Linked DNA regions of Mus musculus: region 1 is linked to region 2. A link is a contact called in public HiChIP or PLAC-seq data. All regions are on one chromosome and are shown on one strand. The core of a region is the stretch at or near the end of the contact, and the rest is flanking DNA. Distances in the headings are between cores, read along the strand shown.

What was found. HiChIP or PLAC-seq counts read pairs in DNA pulled down with a chosen protein or histone mark.
Region 1: an H3K27ac HiChIP or PLAC-seq map of CD4 single positive thymocytes shows a contact between it and region 2, with 6 times the contacts expected there. The contact joins two enhancer-like sites. A contact is called at or near these places in 1 of 484 Hi-C or Micro-C datasets (cerebral cortex) and 7 of 115 datasets of contacts at active chromatin or transcription factors (CD4 single positive thymocytes, forebrain, large pre-B cells and 4 more).

Annotation. Positions count from the first base shown.
Region 1 is chr17:52,349,989-52,352,688 of GRCm38.p6, forward strand. No RefSeq gene overlaps it. Among named protein-coding and RNA genes, the nearest start is that of Gm41600, 47 kb to the left of the region's middle. Within about 2 kb of position 1,348, at least 23 of the 459 cell types and tissues checked have an H3K27ac peak or open chromatin away from gene starts, as enhancers often do. A contact at or near this core is called in CD4 single positive thymocytes, where this site is marked.
Region 2 is chr17:51,814,801-51,817,500 of GRCm38.p6, forward strand. All of the region lies in intron 1 of Satb1 (special AT-rich sequence binding protein 1), which reads right to left. Among named protein-coding and RNA genes, the nearest start is that of Satb1, 16 kb to the right of the region's middle. Within about 2 kb of position 1,266, at least 3 of the 459 cell types and tissues checked have an H3K27ac peak or open chromatin away from gene starts, as enhancers often do. A contact at or near this core is called in CD4 single positive thymocytes, where this site is marked.

The sequences.
Region 1 (2,700 bases), core at 98-2,597, 540 kb after region 2:
TGTTTCTTATGCACCATTCACATCCAGCTTACCCAGGGGCTTTGCAGGACGGAAGTTACTTTCAGACTAACCCTGCAGGAGGAGTCAGCATACAAAGTAAACCAATTGCCCATGCCTTGACTAGATAGATGCTCTGGATCCGAGGTGATCCCCGATACTGCTGATCACAGATAACTGCAGAACTGGTCTTGGAAAAACTCTCTATGCTGATTTTTGTAGTTAGCAATGTAAGCTGTAGAATCTTGGGAGGCAGAGGCAGGTGGATTTCTGAGTTCGAGGCCAGCCTGGTCTAGAGAGTGAGTTTCAGGCCAGCCAGGGCTACACAGAGAAACCCTGTATCAAAAAACAAACAAACAAACAAACAAACAAAAACAACAACAACGAAAACAAAACAAAACCAAAAAAAATCTGTAGAGAGTTTTTCCAAGACCAATTCTCAAACTGTGAGAAAAAGAGGACATACACACACACACACACACACACACACACACAGAGAGACAGAGAGAGAGAAAGAGAGAGACAAAGACAGGGAGACAGAGAAAGAGAGAGAGACAGAGAGAGGCAGAGAGACAGAGAGACAGAGAGACAGAGACAGAGAGACAGAGACAGAGAGAGAGACAGAGACAGAGAGAGAGAGAGAGACAGAGAGACAGAGAGAGATTGAATATCCTAAAATATTCCAAATACACTTGAGAAACACTTGGCTACATTTAAACTTATCAACCCAGTCATGTGACTAGAGAAAGCCTTTGACAACTAACTCTTTTCTGAGAACCTTAGCATTCCTGTCAAATGGTTCCTAGGAGCTGGTAATATTCAAACTGTCTAAATCTGAAGGCAGTTCCAGAGATAGCAAGAAAGGTGGGCAGGAAGCAGACCCAAGTTCACTGTTATTCTACCAGATGAAGAGAGAGCTTCTTGTAGTGTCAGAGAGCTTGTTGAATGGAAACAGTCAGAGATGGTGCTCACCAGCAAACCAATGTGAAGGAGCAAAGCTCCAACAGATTCTTCTGTCAATGTCCTGAGACTTTCTGGCCACTGGAAGCATTGCATCATTAAAGGAAAAGCCCATCTAGCACCAGCAGACAGAGAATATCAAATTATTATTTCAGTCTCCAAGGGTACATTGAAAAGTAAAAAAGCATGCAGAGTGGGGTACTTTCTATGTGTTAGAATTCTATTCAGAAAGGTATATTCAGTTTTATGGTTGTCAGCTTCAAAAGGGATGGGGGCACAGAATCAAATTTTAAAACGTCGTTTTCTTCTGTCTGTATAGGCAGAAGGGCCAGACTGTGGGAGAGGGTATGCCACAACAGCCCACGCGCATCACTCCTTCCACGTCCTGCCTCACCTGCATCTCCTCTACCCCCAAAGCTACCAAAATTAGACTGTGAGGCTTATATGGCCCCAGCCCCACACGCTGGAGGCATTATCTCCTATCTGCGGTATTGAGTGCTGTAATCCTACAGCTAAATGTGGTAACCCAAATTTCACAGGGATGCTGTAGCAAGCTTGACAAGATAACCAATCTCAGCGTGTGGAGTGTGAGGTCGCAATAAGCCTGCAGGCTTGGAGCAGTGTGGATGCTTTGTGTAGCTTCTCCTACGCACTCTATAGCTTATCCATCCTCACAGAGATCACAAGAACCCTAAATAGCAAATATGGCATCTGAACTAGAACACCACCTGTTTTGTGTAAAAGGAGATGGGCTTCTGCCACTGGCTGCTTCTCTTTCATCTCCACATTTTTGGTGGAGAAGAGAGCAAGTTTTGCGTCCATCACTGTTGTCTGGCTGACAGAATTCATGTAAAATTGCTAGCTTGTCTATCTCTCATTATCTAGGTTTAGACCTAGGCCCACAGCTCCTACCCTACCCACAAAACAGCAGCTTACATATATCTTTAACATATGTTGCTTTGGACATTTTATAGATAGATGCTTACAAGTACTTGGGATCATAGGTAAGAAAAATCATTGTTCGACAAGCCTCTTTGTTCTGCATGTCAGAATATTTTTTTGTTGACTTTTGTGGGTGAAAAGAATTTCTCTCTCCCTCTCTGTATGTCTGCCTTTGTCTGTCTTTTTCTCTCACCCTCTCTGTCTGTCTCTCTGTCTGTGTTTCTGCTTGTCTCTCTGTCTGTGTCTCTCTCTCTCTCCAACCCCCTTCCCTCTCGTATCAGATTACTTAGAAACACGCAGGTTTGACACATGCTTTTACCTGAAACCCTGTCTACTCCTGCTGCTTTATTGGACCCCTAATTACTTGTAAAAAAATAATAAATTGGGCAGGTGTTTGCTCTTCCAGTTGATTAATTGACAATGATTTCGTCACAATTGACAGCAGAAAGCTAGGAAGCTGCAGGTTGGGGTTCACCAGCTTGTGAGGAGAATTTACAAAAGGCTGGAATTGCCAACAGGCTGTGTTTCTCATTCCAGGATAAGCGATTTTTTTCTGTCCCAGTGTTAAGCACTGTCACATCGGTAATTCTTTATTTTATACTTGTGAAACTCTGAAGCAGATAAAATACGTTTAGAAATGTGTTACTATTTATTATTATTAATTATTATTATTATTATTATTATTATTATTATTATTATTTACTGTAAGTGAAAAAGATCACCCAAATTAGTCCCTGTTAACTAAAAGGCCTGTACTACACAGAAACCATGGTGGCTAAGGTTTGCTTGACTGGGTCTTTT
Region 2 (2,700 bases), core at 16-2,515:
ATATAGCACTTGCGTGGGAGTCTGTATTGTGACTAGAGGGCTAAACTTATTTTGAAAGATATTTGATATTTAAAAGAACAAACATGATTATCTTGATAAGAACAATGATGTTTTTCAATAGGATACATTAAACTTTCAGTCTCCAGTGTGGATAACTGAATAGTCCTTCAAATTGGTAATGCCTGACATGTTTCCCTGAAACCTGACCTTTCTTAGTAGGAACAGTGTGTTCTAGTGTCATGCTGGATGCATTAAGAAACAATAATAAAAAGAGAGAGAGAAAAAAAAATTATACAGGCCTATAAAGACAGCAATATGTCACTTACTAATGCAACTCAACTTCAATTGAATTCTTAGAAAAAAAAAAGAAGGAGCAGACTAGCTAGCTGTTGGTCAAGACAAATTCTGAGCTAAAAAACAACACTAAAAACAAACAAAAAAAAAAGGTTTCTGAGATGTCGTATTACAAGGGAATGAAAATACTATGTTTCTCCAATAATTTTACACAAATAAATATGACAAAATGCCTCCTGATTGCCTCAGTCTCCCAAGGACCTGATCCATGCTGAGCTGACGTAACCTGGGAAATTTTAATCTTAACAGCACCTTTTACTCAGGAACCACAACCTATTCATAAACAAAAATCATGAAAGTATGGAATAAAGACTAACTAACATGGCCTTGGGGGAATGGTAGAATGAATGAGCATAATGGCATATAATAATGACTTTATTATAAAGAGTAACAGTATAGGAAAGTCATCAACCTATTAGTCATAGACATATCATCTTTTTCCTAAAGCAATTATTTTCTTAAAGAATAAAGTATATGTCTTAAAAAATGGCCTGGGGAGAATGGCATACAGGCTGAGACCTAGTGATGGGCTGTACTACTATATATGCTCAGGAGTGTGTGTGTGTGTGTGTGTGTGTGTGTGTGTAATCTTCCTCTTTAGTAAACTCACTATAGGTACTAAGTAATAATTGGTAAAATTCAATCAAAATAATAAGAAAAAAAAGGAAATTATATCACCTTCCAAGATCTATGCAATTATAATTGGTCCTGTTGGAGGCAAAAATACTACCTAATTCTACAGGGACAGCTTATCTTTAGCCAAAAAGATTCAAGCAATTGTTGAAGAAAAGTTAAAATAAGGTTTATAAATCTTGCTATCCAACTGGAGAATTTCAGCAGCAGCCTAAGACCTGCAGCCCCAGTGCATGTACTATTCAGCACGTGGATACCATCAAAACAGTGTGTCAATAGTCTCTCCCATGCAAAAAGGCAGACGAACCTCATACACAAAGGAAAGGAGCATGAAGTAGCATAACAAATACACAAGATTTTTAAAAACTTCATGAAAGGACTGCTGCATGCCTCAGATGTTCTCCGAAGGTGTTAAGACACATTTAGAGTTGTGAATGGTGTATATAGTCTTAATAAACAGAGAAGGCATTTAGACCCTGAATGCTTTCAGATACTGCAGTTCCCCTGGTGACTGTTAATGAAGCAGCCACTCACCAGCATAATGCTTTCTACGGACATGGTTTGCCTTGGTTTATCTTTTTAAATTCAAATACAGTTGGCTGTCTCCACTCAAAGCAGTTCCATCTATGCAACGCGTTGCTTTCTGTCATGTCAACTCTTTGTTTTTTGGCTTTGGCTGCACATGGTGTCTTCTATGTATGAGTTTTTGGGGACATGGTCTGTGTTGGGCATATAAGGATGTCTATTCCAGGCCATATGTTTTGCTGTTATGCGTCTCATTTTGTCTGTCTGGGATGTCAGTACTGATTTCTACATGTTTCTTGAATGGACCAAACACCACTTTGCTAGTGCCAGGTGGGAAAGGGTGGGGCTGCAGCCCAAACAACTTCATCAAAACATATTTTCATGAGGAAATGCAATATCCTGTAAATATTTGCAGCATCTTATCTCATATTATCTATGACCAACATCATGGCAACTGCTTACAGTTTAAGAAAGCAGCTACTTGCTCAAGTTCGTAAGTTTGAAGTCTATGTCTTAAATGTAGCTTAATAAGGTACCTGCCTTTGGAGGTCACGGCAGAGCATATACTGACTTACTCTGCTATCTGTGGCTTCTGTAGCCAACTTGACCCAGTCTTGAACATGAAATTCAAGTGCACTGCCTCATAATTTCCCTTACTAAAGTCCTTGACTAATCCTACAACAAGTTATGGGTCCTAGTATTTCTCAAAATTAGTATTTGTAACAGTCATCACCTAACCACCTGAGTGATTATTAGTGAAGTAAACATATCCCTTATCAGACTGCAAGTCCTTTGAGTGCAGAAGTCTCCACTAGTTACCATTGATCAAGAACTGGTTGCAGTATTCTTGCAATATCTGCATTATGACTGCATAGAGAGGAGCAAGGAGTCCTCCGTGTCCTTTGCAGCCAGTCTTCACCATTAACTGCACTGACAGGACTTTCTAAGTACTGCAGGAGCTAGGAAGCAGGAATAGTGCAGAAGATGGTTACATCACTTAATTTTCAATGAATTAACATTACATAAAATTTACAAGTTCGTTCCTTCATCCCACTTCAAGTGTCCCATGGTCCCCATGTGGCTAGCATCTCACATAATGGCACAGTGGAGATTATATATAACACTTCCCCATTACAGAAAGTCCTTCTGGAGAGCATTTACTTAAAGAACGCCTGTAAAAGATGACTG